Regions from separate parts of the Sus scrofa genome. Here region 1 is linked to region 2. A link is a contact called in public HiChIP or PLAC-seq data. All regions are on one chromosome and are shown on one strand. The core of a region is the stretch at or near the end of the contact, and the rest is flanking DNA. Distances in the headings are between cores, read along the strand shown. Region 1 overlaps ELOA (elongin-A). Region 2 holds the start of E2F2 (transcription factor E2F2).

What was found. HiChIP or PLAC-seq counts read pairs in DNA pulled down with a chosen protein or histone mark.
Region 1: a contact with region 2 is called in an H3K27ac HiChIP or PLAC-seq map of alveolar macrophages. The contact joins two enhancer-like sites. A contact is called at or near these places in 1 of 5 promoter capture datasets (liver), 1 of 47 Hi-C or Micro-C datasets (liver) and 1 of 2 datasets of contacts at active chromatin or transcription factors (alveolar macrophages).

What each region holds. Positions count from the first base shown.
Region 1 is chr6:81,571,609-81,579,123 of Sscrofa11.1, reverse strand. ELOA (elongin-A) reads right to left here. Exons shown (of 11, transcript XM_003356197.4): 3 at 6,702-6,808; 4 at 4,688-5,882; 5 at 4,203-4,317; 6 at 3,271-3,426; 7 at 3,072-3,169; 8 at 2,024-2,204; 9 at 1,609-1,720; 10 at 852-1,033. Among named protein-coding and RNA genes, the nearest start is that of ELOA, 11 kb to the right of the region's middle. Within about 2 kb of position 5,198, at least 8 of the 83 cell types and tissues checked have an H3K27ac peak or open chromatin away from gene starts, as enhancers often do. A contact at or near this core is called in alveolar macrophages, where this site is marked.
Region 2 is chr6:81,391,517-81,399,369 of Sscrofa11.1, reverse strand. E2F2 (transcription factor E2F2) reads left to right here and starts at 508. Exons shown (of 7, transcript XM_021095527.1): 1 at 508-1,275; 2 at 6,658-6,763. The coding sequence starts at 1,024. It overlaps LOC110261115 (a long non-coding RNA gene), which reads right to left and starts at 547. Exons shown (of 2, transcript XR_002344941.1): 1 at 279-547. Within about 2 kb of position 5,824, at least 19 of the 83 cell types and tissues checked have an H3K27ac peak or open chromatin away from gene starts, as enhancers often do. A contact at or near this core is called in alveolar macrophages, where this site is marked.

The DNA.
Region 1 (7,515 bases), core at 3,949-6,448, 180 kb before region 2:
TGTCTAACCAGTGCTGGCAACAGGTCTGAGATGAGCTAAATACAATTATCACCTAAGAAGTCCTAGCCTGCCCTCTCAACTGGTTAACCTGAGCCCAGCCAAAGCTTAAGCCCAGGACTTCTACCCTCCTGTGGGCCCTGAAGTAAATACAGAATAATGCTTTTTTCTTTTGGCCTTTTCTAGGGCCTCACCCACGGCATCTGGAAGTTCCCAGGCTAGGGGTTGAATTAGAGCTGTAGCTGTCGACCTATACCACACCCACAGCCACTTGGGATCCGAGCCGCATCTGCAACCTACACCACAGCTCACGGCAATGCCGGATCCTTAACCTGCTAAGCGAGGCCAGGGATCAAACCTGCAACCTCATGGTTCCTAGTCGGATTCATTAACCACTGAGCCACGACAAGAACTCCAGAATAATGCTTTTCTTAAGTTAGGATACCCCTTAGGGAGAGCCTATAGTAGTCAAGTTAGGAAAATATGAAATGGGCCCAACTATATATCAAAAATAAATTCCTGGAAGCTGGGCTTATCAGGTCATAAAAGGTCAATAAAATCCTTTAGCTGTTAATAGTTATGAACTCCACGTTACTGCCTAGAGAAAAAGGGGTTTACATTTAAGTTAAAAAAAAATACCAAAATGAGTATTTCCTATGCTCATAATCGAAACAATTCACACCACACACAGTATGAACAAAGCAGGGGAAAGGAGGCACTGGCCGTTAGACCAACTGTGGGCAAGGCACCACATAGGCTACATCTAATCACAAAGTGCCATGCAGCAGTAATGGCATTAAAGGGGTGCAAATACTAGTTTTGAAATACCTGAGCAGGAGCCCCAAGTTACTTACTCTTCACAGTCGGTTTCCTAGGGTCATAGGAAACAGTGTTGCTGATCATAGGTGCAGAGTGGACACCGCTTGTGCTCGGGCCGTCATAGGCTGGCTCCTCCGGGCTAGCGTTAAAGCTGTTGCTGCTGCCACTGCTGAAGGGTGCACGGCTGCTTCCTGCAGGGTACGGTGCCGGCTTGATCCTGGGACACAAAGCAAAGCTGCTAGTCAAGAGTAAGAGAGGTCTGCCCTTGGTACCAAGAGCCTGAAGCTGGCTGGTCCGAGGACTCAGGTCTGTGGCCTGGACCAATGGACCTAGTACCTTCGATTATGCTGATGGCTTGGAAGTGACAATGGTAACAGCCCTTTAGAATGAATGATGATCTCAAATGACTTTTCAGTGTTTAGGTGTAAATCTGTATTTTGAAAATGCCAGTGTACTTAGATAGCTGTGTCATCGTGGTAACATTTTTACTGTTTCAATGGGGGAAGGGAAAGCATTAGAGGATGTTTCCCAGTAGCCAGGCCCTTTTCTCCATTTAATTATGACCCCTTAAGGGGCAGGAATTATTATCTGGCCCACAATGCAGTCAAGGAAGCTGAGGCTCAGGGAGGTCAAGTGCCCAGCTGGTTAAGGTCAGCCTCCAGAACCCACTCTGCAAGGCCATGCTTTCACCCCCAAATTGCTTCCTGTCCCCAGGCTGCCCCTTCAGGCTAAATGACAAGATCCTGGGCTCTCTCCCTGAGCAGGAAGGAACCACAGGAGCAGAGGTCTTACCGGATTTTCTCAGGCACAGCTGCTCCTCCTGTTCCAAACTTCTCTTGCCTCCTTCGAACATCACGAGGTGGTTTGGCCACAGAGTTGACAAAGGCCATTTTTGCTTGTCGGCCTGTGGAGAAATGGAGGTTAACACCGGCCTTCTTCAGCTGAGATGCTACTGTTATTTCAATAATCTATGCTATCAAAAGATAAAGGTTTTGCAAATCCCTCCAGAGGTATGGGATTATCAACCCTGGAAGCCCCTCTCTAGGGCAGCATGGGCGGTGGTGGAAGAAGCATGCCACCTCTGCCCTCTTCCGCAAACGCAAGAGATCCAGGGTTCAGAGATTCTACCTCAGCCAAGCCCACCAAAGCCCTGCTGTCGATCAGAACACGGGCTCACTGCTCTGCTAGACTCATCCTGCCCCCTTACCTTTGGGCTTATTGGCGTGTGCAGATCGGATATTCTTTGTGAGGACTCGTAGCCGCTGCTCTCGGGCATCCTGAAGCCGTAGGTACATTTCCCGCCACGACTCATACTCTTCTGGCCTTTCATCCTTAAAGTCTCGGTGACAATGGACTTTCCATAATTGATCTGTTTCTTCAATTAATACCTAAAATCAAAACCAGGATGTCATTTACATGCAAGCACTCTTATACATCTCTTTTCCATCCTTAATCACCCAGGGGTGACAGGTTCCTAATGATGTTTTGGTCCTCATAATAGTAGTAATATATTAAAATACCACAGTTCTAGGAAAAAACCCAAATCACTGAATTAAAAAAATGTTAAGTGTAAGGCACTATACTAGCTGCTTTGGGGGGTTGTGGGGCTAGGAAAGAAGACAATACAAAAATTAGTTTAAGATCAGTCTTTCTCCTTTAGATAATCAGTGCAGGGCATGACCTGGGATGAAGTCAAATCCAGCCATTTCCCCAGCACTACACTAAACTGCAATGGCCAGGGGCCACCTAAGAAGGATATGTTATAGATCCCTCAGAATTAAAAAGAGTGGATGCAATCAAATGAGCATCTTCAGCATCAGGAAGATTTGGGGGGTAAATCTGCTGGTCTCTAGGAGACACCCAGCCAATCTGTGCTCTTACATTCACCAGACATCTGGGGGTCAACAAAGAGCTCTGTCCCTGCCTGGCATCCCAGGGGCTGTGCTGCCAGAATTCTCTCTTGACTTCCTAAACGAGGCAAGCTCAAGGGAGGTATGGGAAGTGGTCTCTGCCTTCCCATGGAGCCCTAGCTACACTCCTACTACCTTTTAATCCTACCTTGATGCTAGCCCAAGAGGCTCACTTAACATGCCAGAAGCAGGTGCTAAAAATAAGCTGTTTAAAGGCCCAGAGGCAAACTCAGAACAGTGATCTGACCACCACCTGCCCATCACTGTGGCCGATTCAGAGACAAAGCTATTTCTGGAGATACAAGCCAGAAAACTGCCCTCTTCCCATGCAAACAGGATACTCACATGATTGTATTCCTCTATGCGATACAACTGATCAGGTGTACACCTCTCTAGAACAGGTTCAAGAACAGAATACGGGACGCCTCCCACTTCAAAGATTGCTGCAAAGAATCAAAGGAGAAAAGCACTGAGTAGCGGCCAAGTCACCGGTGTTCCAGTGCCACAACGTGCTTACGAGCCAAGGGAGAAGCATGGGACTTACAGTCGATGTTGTTTTTAAGTACTCGGATGCACTGCTCATGCAAGGTCATCATCTTGGGAAGATAGGCACACTTGGAACCAGAATATACTTGCATCTTAGAATTCATTCTTCGTCCCGTGAATCCAGCTTCTTCCTCTTCCTGGGGTGAGGAGAATGCTGTGGTATGAGGAAAGCAGGAATGTAAGTTTAAAAAGGCACTGAGTTATCTAGTGAAAACTCTCCTTCCCATCCCATTCCTCAGCCTCCCAGTTTCCTTTCTCAAAGGCAACCAATGCTATCAGCTTCTTGTGTATCCTTCCAGGGAGTCTATACAAAAATAAGCTAATATTTTACTCCTTTTTAACCAATTAATATACTATCATCATTTTGTCATTTACATTTTAGAAATGACTCCACATCAGTATATAGACTTTCCACTTTTTTTTTGGGCCACACCCATGGCATATGGAAGCTTCCTGGCCAGGGATCGAACCCTTGCCCACAGCAGGGACCCCAGCTGCTACAGTGATAATGCTGGATCTTTAACCTGCTGCACTGCAAGGGAACTCCCTAGACTTCTTTTTAAGCCCCTGGAGAATGTACAGAATAAAGGGATCTTAGTAAAAGGAACAGTTAAGATCAGTGAACACTTACTCTGTGGAAAAACCCAGAGCTCAGAGCGTTACTGGTATTATCACTTTCAATCCACCTAATAGGCAGATACATTAATCCCATTTACAGACTAGGAAACTGAAGTCCAAGGAAGTTGTTATGACCCCATTTCACATAACTTCTAGTAGAATTCAGAGCTGGGAATTCAAACCCAAGAACTCCAGAACCTGTGTTCTTAGGAAATGTACCAAAATCTGATGACAGATCATGAATGAATTTTTAAGATCCTACTTCCATCAAAACCAAAAAAAAAAAAACAAGAAGAAGATACAGAAAATTACCTCTTCGCTTTGGTTGAAAGGAAGATATCAAGTCAAGGGGAGGAAGCGGACGGTAATTGGCCTGTATCACAGGTAATGGAAGGTCTGGTAACACTGGCAACACCTCACTGGGGACCTGCAGAGAAAAGACAAGTGACTGGAGGGCCCCTTCCCAAGCACAGCTCTTTCCTACAGTCAATGCCCAGCAATGCTCACAGGGCAGATAACTGCCCAGGCAGACCCAGCCTGGAGAAGGGCGGCAGCCAGGCCTGACAACCACTTGAGTCAGGAGATACATGCGATGGGCCCAGCACAATGAGACACTTCAGAAAATACTGTGCTTGGGTCCTACAGACCCTGGCACTAGAGAGGCTGGAGGAAATTACTTCGAACTGAAATTCAACAGGCCACCATGGAGACGCCAGCCAAGCAAAATGGCGATGGGGCGGGTCCTGGGAGCTCCACAGGCCCAGGTGCTCTGACAGGGAAGGGGCTACAGGGGTTACCTTTTTCGGTTTGGCTGAATCGGCTCCGGCTGGCAGAAGCTTCTCCAACTTGTTTTCATTCACCTTAGGTAATTTCTGAACTGAGTCCGAGTTTTTACTAGTGCTTTTGGAATCATTTTTTTTAAGTCCTTTTTCTCCAAGAGCTGTGGTTGACGTCTTCACAATCTTTTTCTTCTTCTTCCGGGGCTGGTCATAGCTGAGGTATGACTCAAAAGACATGGTGGGCTGCTCGAATTCATCATCTACATCTGCCTCTTCGGCTTTGGGTAAGGAGCCCACGGACTTTCTATCTGAATGAGAAGGTTTTGCTTTCCCTTCTTGAGTCTTTAGGTTGTTAGAAACCTTCTCTTTCACCTTGGGCAGCAGGTCTCCTGCCCCCTTGCCAGTGTCTAAGCCTTCTAGACTTTGCTTGTTTTTGTCTGATTTGGTTTTCTCTGGGTCTCTATGTTTTGGCTTTTTAAGGTGGTTGTCTGAAGCCACGTCCAAGGCGGGTGAAACCTTTTTCTTGGTACCGCCCTCTTTCTCCTTCTCTTTCCTGACGCCACTAGAGGGCGGTTTCTCCTTTGCACTGTCCCCAGAGGGCAGCCTCCGGTTTTCCTCTTTGGAGAGGGCCTTGTGTGATTTTTCTCTGCTCAAAGAAGACTTCTCGTCTCCTTTGGCCTCCACGGGACGTTTTTCTTTATGGGAAGATCTGTGCTCCTTGCTCTGACTCATGACTTCTCTTCCCTGGGCTTCACCCAGGTGGCGTTCTTGGCTGACCCCCAGTCTGTCCTGAAAGGCATTACCGTGGCCTTTGCCAGGCTTCTGGTGTGGAACAAAGGGCTCGTGGTCCTCCTCCAGGGATCTGTAATGGTCCCCAGACATCTGATGAGGGCTGGTGGATGATGGAGGGGACTGAACATGGCCGTAGTCGGAAGACTCGTGGTCTGAAGAGTAAACTGGAGAGGCTCTGTGGTACCTCTTTCTCTCGTCTCTCCTCTCCTGACTGTGAGATACTTTCTGAGGCCGCTCGAGCTCTGAGAGTTTTCTGTGTTTCTTCTGTCTATTATCAGGACTATACGATCGGCTCCCAGAGGCTTTCCAGCTTTCTGGGTAGTCCCCCTCCCCCTCCACCTCCTCCTCCTCCTTAAGGGCATCCCTAGGACGCTTTCGAGAATTGCTCTTCTCCAAGTCCTGTTCATCAGGCTCGGGGTTTCTAGAATAAACGAAAAAGCAGATACAGCAGATATAAATCTCAAGGGTAATCCTTGCTTAGCACAGTCACAGAAACTGAATCCACGAAAGAGATGAGTGTACAGAGTGAGAAACAAGGTCTTGGGAAGAAGGTAAATGATTTCGGCTCAAAGACACTCAGCTAAGTTTTAAAATAGGGAAAACACAAATATTCAGTAAATGGAAAAAGACGAGTTTAGCTACAGGATACAAAGATCAAATAACTTGTGGATGTGAAAATGCTTAAAAACCTTTTCAACACAGGGAAATACCTGTTACATAAAAGGGGGGCTGTAATTTATATTAGATTTATTCACAACTATGTATAAATGCCTTTATTTACTTATTTGCCTTGTTAGGGCCAAACCCTCAGCATACGGAGGTGCCCAGGCTAGAAGTCAAATCAGAGCTGTAGCTGCCAGCCTACACCACAGCTACGTGGATTCTGAGTTGCATCTGCAACCTACACCACAGCTCACGGCAATGCCAGATCCCTAACCCACTGAGCAAGACCAGGGATCAAACCACGTCCTCAGGAAACTAGTTGGGTTCGTGACCATTGAGCTATGACAGGAACTCCTGAAAATGCCTTTTAAGAACAGGTCAAAAAGAAACATTCCAAAACGTCAATAATGCTTCTCTTTGGATGGTAGAATTATTAGAAATTTTTATTCTTATTAGTATTTTTTTAATGTTTTCTAATATTCTATAATGATCATGAATTATTTTTTTATAAGTGAGGTAGAATAAATATTTTAAATAAGAAAGCAGAGAAGGAAAAACAAAGAAAAACTTTTCCTACCGTTCCACAGGAACCAGCTTTTTCCACTGGGCCACTAGGTCCCTGGCAAAACTTCCAACGTGCTCATGTTTTCGCAAGCTATTGACCGTCTTCCCAACTCCAGTCTCCTACAAAGTTGACAAAGGAATTGTTACAAGGTTGTGGAACTAGGCTCACAAGTTTCTAAGGAAAGAAGGCCTTTTACTTTTCAACAAACCAATACTTCCTTCCAAAAACATACCTTCCAAGTCTTAGTACAAGATTACTTTGTATCTATGCCCCCAAGCTCTGATGACACAGTAGCAAAGCATACCAGATTCAAAAGAGGTAAATACTAAATGAAAACACTTCTAGAACTTTCACAATAATAACAAGAGTGATCATGGCAGGTGTCAGGCACGGAGCTAAGAGCACTACATACAGTGTCTGAATTAATACTTAAGAACAACTCTGAGAGGCAGGAACCTGCCCATTTCATGACGGAAGAGCCTAAAGTTAGTTAAGAACTTGGATTTGAATTTAAAACTAGAGGCCAAAGCCAATATTCTTTTAACTTTTAGGAAAAAAATTTGAGATAAAATTGGTTTTTTTAAAATTCATTATTGTAATCATTTTAAAGTGTACAGTTCAGTGGTTTCCAGAATACTCACAATACCACACAAACCACCACCACTAATTCTAGAATATTTTCATCACTCTAAAAAGAAAACCCTGTTCTTCCCAATTCCCCACCACTCCTAGCAATCACTAATCTACTTTCTATCTATGGGTTTGCCTATTCTGGACATTTCATATAAATAAAACCATACAATACATGGCTTCTTCTGGTTCCTTT
Region 2 (7,853 bases), core at 4,575-7,074:
GTTATGGGAGCTCAATAGATGTCAGTAGCCCCCTTTGAAGAGGTACAAATGTTAGGTTCCGTCTTTCACCCTCTTGCCAGGAAAGAGTACAGGTTCCTGGCTTTCAGTTTCATTTTGGCTCTCATTTCATTTCATTTCATTTTAGCGGGGGGAAAAGGATATAAACACACATATGTTATCTGAACTATACGCAAACAAAAGGCCTGCGTCCTGGGCAGTGTACTGCTTGCTGGGTCTGGGCTCTGGTCAGGACTCCACGCCAAAGTGTTTTCCCTCACCTCCAGGGAATTCGGACCCAGTCCTCAGCTTGCGGCTGCCTCTACCCTGGGCGGGAACCATCCTCTCAGTCTGTTTCTCCCTCAGCCAGCGCTGGCGGGCGCCGAGCAACAGCAGGTGTAGCGGCCCCTTTAAGCCCCAGGCTCTTGTTGTAATCACCGCCTAGGGGTCGGGTCCTTTCCGGGGGGTGGAGCCTTTGCCTGTGTCAGCGACCAATCAGAGCGCGGCATTTTCCGCGGGAGATCCGAATTTCGCGGCACGCAGTTTCGCGCTAAAAAAAAAAAGAAGAAGAAAAAAAAGAAGCAGAGAAAGGTTCAGGGACTCGAGAGCGAGGCGAGAGGGAGTCGGTGCAATCGGTCTGTCTCCCCGATCCCAGCGCATCGCGTTTCTGCCGAGCCCGCGGGTACCCCAGAGACCCCTTCCCGGAGCCGGCTGGATCCCAGGCGCCTAAGCCTTCGGGGGCTCAGGGCCCTCGCTGGTCGCAGCCGTCCTCGGGGCGGGACAGCCCCTGGCTGTGCCGCCGCCGCCGCCGCCACCAAGCGATCTCCAAGCGGCGATCTCCAAGCGCTGTCCGGCTCGGCGGCGGGCCAGGAGGGGAGGGTCTGGCCTTGCCCCGCCGGCGTCCATTGGCGGCTTCCCCCGGCCTCCGCGCCATGCCGCGGGTCGTGTGAGCCACCCTAGGCTCCGAAGCCCGCAGGTGCCTGCGGGCGCGCCAGGCCCGGCTGGGGAGGGGGCGCTGCACTCGCCATGCTGCGAGGGCCCCGGGTCCTGGCTCCTGCCGCGGGGCCGCCCCCCACTGGACTGCCCGCGATGAGCCCCACCGAGCTGTGGCCGCCCGGCCTTAGCAGCCCCCAGCTCTGCCAGGCCACCACCACCTACTACACCCAGCTGTACCCGCAGACTATGCCTCCCGCCGCAGCGCCGGGCACCTGCCTCGACGCCACCCCCCACGGACCGGAGGGCCAAGCTGTGCGATGCGTGCCGGCTGGCCGGCTGCCGGTAATGCTGGGGACCCCCCTCACCCACCGCTTCCCTCTCTGCTTATCTGGGTGTGGGAAAGGCGGGAGGGACCCAGTCTGAGTGAAGCAGGTTGAATCTGGGGAGGGAGAAGGGGCGCTTTCAGCTTCCAGAACAACACATTTCCTAAATATCTGAATAGAAGAGCCTTTCGTTTTCAGACTTGGGGTGAAATAACCTCATTTCTTGGAGTGGAATGGAATGAGCACTGGATCAAGAGTGTGGAGACCCAACACTATCCTCAGTGCACCCTGGGGAAGACCATGGGATCAATTTGCTGTCATTCATTCTTGTGTTCATTGTTTGGCCCAGAAACCAGTGCTGGGCACCTGCTATTGTCCAGTCACAGAGCTGAGCCTGGGGACAGTAACAAGGGACTTTAAAATAGGGGGAGGTCTCTCAGGTCCAGTCGGGCTGAGATTCCAAATTTTGCACTGAGCCAACTCTTTCCTGACTTTTGCCCTAGGTCCTCCCCCAGGCTCAATCTTCTGTTCCAGACAGCCAGTAGCAGGTGCAAGTTGGGGGCAGCCCTCTGGGGTTCCTGTTCAGATTGACTGTTCCTTCTTCAAGCCCCCAGGCCCGTTGCCAGGGAGGGGCCAATGTGTGGTGGCACCAGACACAGGGTGTGTTGTGTGGGAGTGGAATTCCTGGAGCCCATGAGAATCGAAACAACCATAGGGTGGGGATGGAGTTGGAAGAGCCCTGAGGGTGTGGGGGTGGTAGTTAGCGAGCCTGGTTTCTCGTCCTGATTGCCATTTATTCGCTGTGTGTCCTTGGACAAGTCTTGGCCCCAATCTGAGTCCCAATTTCCTTGTCTTGAAAATGTGTGTCTGCATGGGTAGCTGTGGGACTAACTCACCTCGAGTCTCTTCCAGCTCCAGGTCCTGGGTTTTGGAAGCAGGCTCCAAGGAGGGGAGATGGGGCTCTTGTGGGTTTGCTTTGTGTGAGTGGTGAAGTAATTCAGGTACAGGGATAAGACCACCCCTCTGCCCTAGAGGCATCTGGTCAGACCTGTGTCAGTCAGCAGGCATAGGTCTCCAGCCACCTCTGGCTACGGGCAGAGTCCCCCACTCCCTGCTGCTTGAATCCTGCTTTGCCCATGCTCAAGGCTTAAAACTTTTCAGGGCTCCTTCCTGAACATTATTTCCAACCAGGAGAAAGGAGCAGGAGGACTTTTCCTATTTCACAGGTCAAACAGCCAAGGGTAACAAGGACTCTGCACCTATATTTTATTCAGCATTTTACAGCCTAAAACAGTTTTGAAACCTATAAAGTAGGTGGTATCAGTGTGCAGGGAGGGAAATAGTCTTGCAGAGGGGATGGGACCTGTCCAAGGTCACACAGAGAGATGTATGACCCACAAGGCAAGTGATCATTAGTTTCTTCCCGCAGCCTTGACTTTCCCCAGTACTGCCTGATGTAGGAGCTGGGTGTCCCCACGGAGGGGGCTCAGCGGTGGGCCCAGTCTCTCCTCTGGCCAGCTGCTTTCAGGCAACCCGGCAGAGTTTCAGTAACAGCTGTGGTTTTGAACTGCTTCCCTCCCAGAGGAGTCGAGTGCATCTGTCCGTCCCTCCCTCCCTGAGAGGCTCAGTGATCACAGCAAGAATGACTCTCTTTTATTGAATGCCTCTGATGTGCCAGGCACTGCTTGGCACTCTTCGCTTTCGTTATCTTGGCCAAGATGCCTGGCAAGAGGCATCTTACAGATGAGGAAACTGAGCATAGACGTGAAGTCACTTGTCCAAGCTCCAACCAAGACATGGTAGCATCTCTTTGCATCAGACCACCCTCAAGGCATTTGGGGCCTAGAACCCCCCTCTCCTGTTGGTCCCCAGCTGCCCTGTGCCCCTGAGTCCCCTGGGCAGGCCTTGGCCCCCTGCTTACTCATTTTAACAGGGTGTGACCTGGAATAGCTCCAGACCCAACCCTGGGTGTGGCCCCTTGCTTTGTGGCCAGGCTGCAAAGTGCAGGGTGAGCAGGATTTGTTGGGGAGCTGCTGTTTAAAGGGACCTTAGGCACTGCCCAGGGATGGCAGCCAAGTTCAATGGCAGAATGAAGGCGGGAACCCAGGTCTCCAGAGCTCTCTCCGCCACCTCTGGAGAAAGTGTGGGATGTTCCTTGGTTAAGTTCCTACTGCGCCAGGCACGTGGCCTCACTCTATGCCTTTCCTGCAGGAACCTGTGACGAGGGTAGAATTCTGCATAATTTGTCTGTATTTTCCAAATTTCCTCTGAGAGCCAGGAAAGAAAATGAACATTTTAATGAAAAGCCTACAATGCGGGTCAGATGAGGAAATGAAGGCCTAAGGAGGGAGGCAGCAAGCCCCTCTCAGGCTACCAGGCAGAGCCGGGATCTGGAAACCAGGCTCTCAGCAACTTACACTGGCTCCTGCTCCCACTGTCTAGCTTGGGACTTGGGGCTTAGGCAACACCTGCTCCACTCCCTGTGTGACCTTGCGCAAGTCACTTCCCCTCCTTCGAGTCCCAGTCTCCTCACCTTGCTGCCCATCCAGGGGCAGCATCTGGGGCTCTGGCCCTCTCACTTTGAGGGCTGCCCGCTCTTCTCCCTTGGGGTTGGCAGAGTACTTTCGAATCCTAACCAGGCCTTTAAGAAACAGCCAAAGGGGCTGCCTAAGAGGTTAGAGGTCAGGTTAGAGCCAGCTGGCCTTTGCTCTTGGCACATCCCTGTTGCTTTTCAGTTCACCTCCAAGCTTTCCCTTTGTGGACTTTAGCGATTGCGGCTCCCCGCATGAGCAAGAGCTTTGAGCTGTGTTCTCAGTGGATCCTCGCCAGGAGAAGGTAGAGCGTCCCCGTTTTACAAGCAAAGCTCAAGAGGTCAGCAGACTTGTCCAGCTTACCCAGCCTAGTCAGGAACCCAGATGGCTTTGACTCCAAGCTCTGGGTTCAGCTTCTCCTTGGTCCTCATTCTCCTGGGCTTGGCCTCCGTCACTTCTGTTCTGCAGACTCAGGCCCATCCCTGATGAGCCGACTTTTCTCTGGGCAGTGTTCAAAAGGGGCAGAGAGACATTCTCGGGTGGGGGACATTTTGCTGCTCAGGGACCCTGAGAGCGCAGGATAAGGGTGAAGGAGAAGAAGAAAAGGGAGGGGGCTGGTGCGTGCGTGTGTGTGGTGTGTGTGTGTGTGTGTGTGTGTGTGTGTGTGTATAAAGTGATGGAGGCAGGTGGACATAACCAGGCCTTGTTTCAAATGTCAGCAAATTCTGGGCCAGTGTATGTGGGATGGAGCTGAGCAGCCTGATACATGGCTTTGGAGTCAGACAGACCTGGGTTCAAACTCTGGCTCTGCTCTTTGTCTGGGTGGCCTTGGGTGCGTGGCTTAACCTCTCTGAGCCTCCATTTCTCAACTGCCAAGTGAGATTACCATACTGAGTTAGGATGGGTGAGCGTGTGATAGGCCCAGTACAGGTATCCTGTCCAAGGTCCTCTCCTCCTCCCCGCCCTGTAGGTAGTGAGGTTCTTCTGGTGTGTTCTGTGAACTCAGCAGGGGCTGGCTTCTGTGGGGTGAGGGAGGTGGGTGGCACTGGGGAGACTCTGGGCTGCCACCTTTGCCTCATGTAGAACTCAGCCTTCCTCTCCTTGTCCTTGCTGTACCTTCTGAGGGATGGATGAAGGATTCTGGGATGGACAACCTTGATCAGGACTGATAAAGGCCTTGGAGCTTACCAGGTCTCAGCTGCTTCACCTGTGAAATGGGTGTTGGGAAGACTCAATGAGGTGATGAATATTGGGACTTAGTTAAAGGCAGGCGGAAGGTCTCAGTGAATGATTGGGACTTTATAGATTGGGACTAGAGCAGGTCCCTTTCCCTAGAATCTAGCATTTTACCAGTTGGGAGGTTAGAAAAGGAATATTCCATAGAGACTTCAAGAGGAATGAGCAGGGAAGTGTGGTGTTGGGATCCATCCAGGCCTGGGTAGGGATGGAGGAGAGGAGCGTCCTATCCAGGCTCCTCACATCAAGGAGCAGGAAGTCCAAGAAGACTTCCTGGAGGAGGCATGAGTAGAGGGGGAGGGAGCTGACAGCAGGAAGAACCATCACCACCCCCCACACCTGTGAGCCCAGCTGTGCTCAGCAGCGGTTAGAAGTGTCAGCCCTGCCGAGCATAACCTCACCACCAAAGGTTAAAATAGGCCTCTCTGTCTCAACCAGGTTGGGGTGACTGGGGGAAGGGGAGAGGAAGGAAATGGGCTCCATGACCCCCAGAAGAGTCTGTCAAGGAGGAGGCTGAGATTGGATTTTAGGGAAGGGACTCTGCATTTCCTGAGCAACTCCTGTCTACTGAGCACTTTACAAAACTTATCTCCTTGAATCCTCGCAACAGCCCCTTGCTATAGGCATCTTCTACCCCAATTTACAGAGGAGGAAACAGGCTCCTAGATGTGGAGCATTTCCCCAGATCACAGAGCAAGTCTGTGCAGGAGTGGGGAGATTCAAGCCCGGGTCTTTGACCTGCGCCCCAGTGCCCCAGCCCTGCCTCAGCCCAGCCCTAACAAGGAGAGAGGCCCCTTCCGGGCCAGCACAGCTTCTGGGCGTAATTGAGGCCGGGTGGCAGTGGGGTGGAGAGGAGCAGATGGGTCTGTGGTTTGATTTCCCCAGCAGGTGTTTCCCAAGCTTGGCGGGAACAGGGGGGGGGTGAGAAGGGGGACCTCAGCTGCTTGTCCTTAAGACACAGGGGAAGGATTCATTGTCTGCCCCTCTCAGCAAAGAAAGAATGGCAAATAAGAGTCTATTCAGGAGGCCTTGGGGCCCTTGAGCTGGAGCCCAAACATGGGGGTGGGGTATGTTTGCACTGCTTCCCAATGTGGGCACCACCCTGGGGTGTGGCACTGAGCCAGGAAGTCCCCTGGGCCTGGGCGGATGCCCAGCCCCACCCTGATAAGGACCAGCTGTGGGGCTGTGATGGGCACTTGGTCTGGCTGGGCCAGCTGCTTCTGCAAGGGGAGAGGGGGGAGGCGGCAGGGGAGGGGGGTGCTCCCCAGCCTGATGTGGTTTAGGCCCCACCCACTCCTTCCTCCCCATATCCTCCTGGGAGGTGGGGGGGAGAGGCGGATGTAGAAGTGACTTTGCGGCCTGTTATTAAGGAACCCCAAGTTAAAACCCCCTCTGGCTTTGGTCGTCTCAAGTGCCTGGGCCTCAGAAGATGGGAGTGTTGTGGGCCCCTCAGAACTAGGACTTCCTTCCCCTGAAATCTCACTTTTCAGGTCACTGATATTTCCTTACCAGGTACAGTGATTTTTCACCCAGGACTGGTGGGAAACTGATGCAGGAGGTGGCTGCTGGTGGCTCCAGGTGGAGGAAAGGCTAAAGAAGGAATGATTCTCAAACTCTGCCTCTCTCTCCCCAAGGCCAAAAGGAAGCTGGACCTGGAGGGGATCGGGAGGCCTGCGGTCCCTGAATTCCGGACTCCCAAGGGGAAGTGCATTAGAGTGGATGGCCTCCCCAGCCCCAAAAGTAAGCCCTGCTGCTGGGGTATCTAAGGGTAGGCTCAGGAGACTCGGGGTGGGGTGGGCAGGGACAGAGGGCAGCAGCCCTGCCCACATCACCAGGACTAATATCTGAGGCACACTGTCTGGTTTGCAAAGCACTTTCTCGTGTGTTTTCACTGGATCCTGCTTGGCAGGTGGATTATTTCCTTTTACTGATAAGGCAGCTAGAGACTCAGAGCTTCAGTGACTTACCCAAGGTCACACTGCTAGTAAGTGGAGTCAGGACCAGAACCTAGTTTCTGCCTCTTGATATTTTCAGTCAATATTCTGATTAGAGAGAGAGAGTTTAAGCAATTGTGTTAGGAAGGAATGCTAATTTGGCGAGGTTGGGATAGACAGAGACCTAATGAAGAAGGTACCTGACCGGTGGGAAGCGTGAGGGTCTGGAATTTGGGGGTCTGGGCAGGGCTCTGCCCTGACCTGACTGGTCACTTCTCTTCTGTGAACCTCAGTTGTTTCATCTGTAAAACAAGGCACAGCTAGATCAGGAATAGCAAAAAATTCCCTCTCCAGGCGATTAGTAGAGACTGCCCAGAGCTCTTTATTGAAGAATCCTAGTGTACTAATCAATTAGTAATGTCTGCCATAGATACAAAAATTGACAAAGCTGTCTGTGTGCCTAATACTTGCTTGTCTATATATTGAGATTCTAAAGTCCCTTCTAGAGGAATCTGAGACTCTCTAAAACTCAGTTTCCAGAACTAGTTTGACCATTAACTTTCTGTATGACTTTTGCAAGTCACTACATTGCAAAAGTCCTCTTGTGGTTTAAGATGCTGCAGCTGAGATGTGGTCTTGTGACATCAACCTCATTAAGAAAGGGACATTTTTCATGAACCTACCGCATGTGACATAATAGGACAGATTCCTCTCAGATAACCATTGGGCTACCATAGGGGAAAAAAGCAAGTCTTCACCTTGAATTTATACAGTGCTGTACACCAATTATATCTCATTAAAACTGGAAGAAAAAAATCAAGTCTATAAAGATGTTCTCAAATCCAAGCTTGTCATCCCTCCCTACCTTAATTCTGAATTCTTTTCTTTTTTTTTAT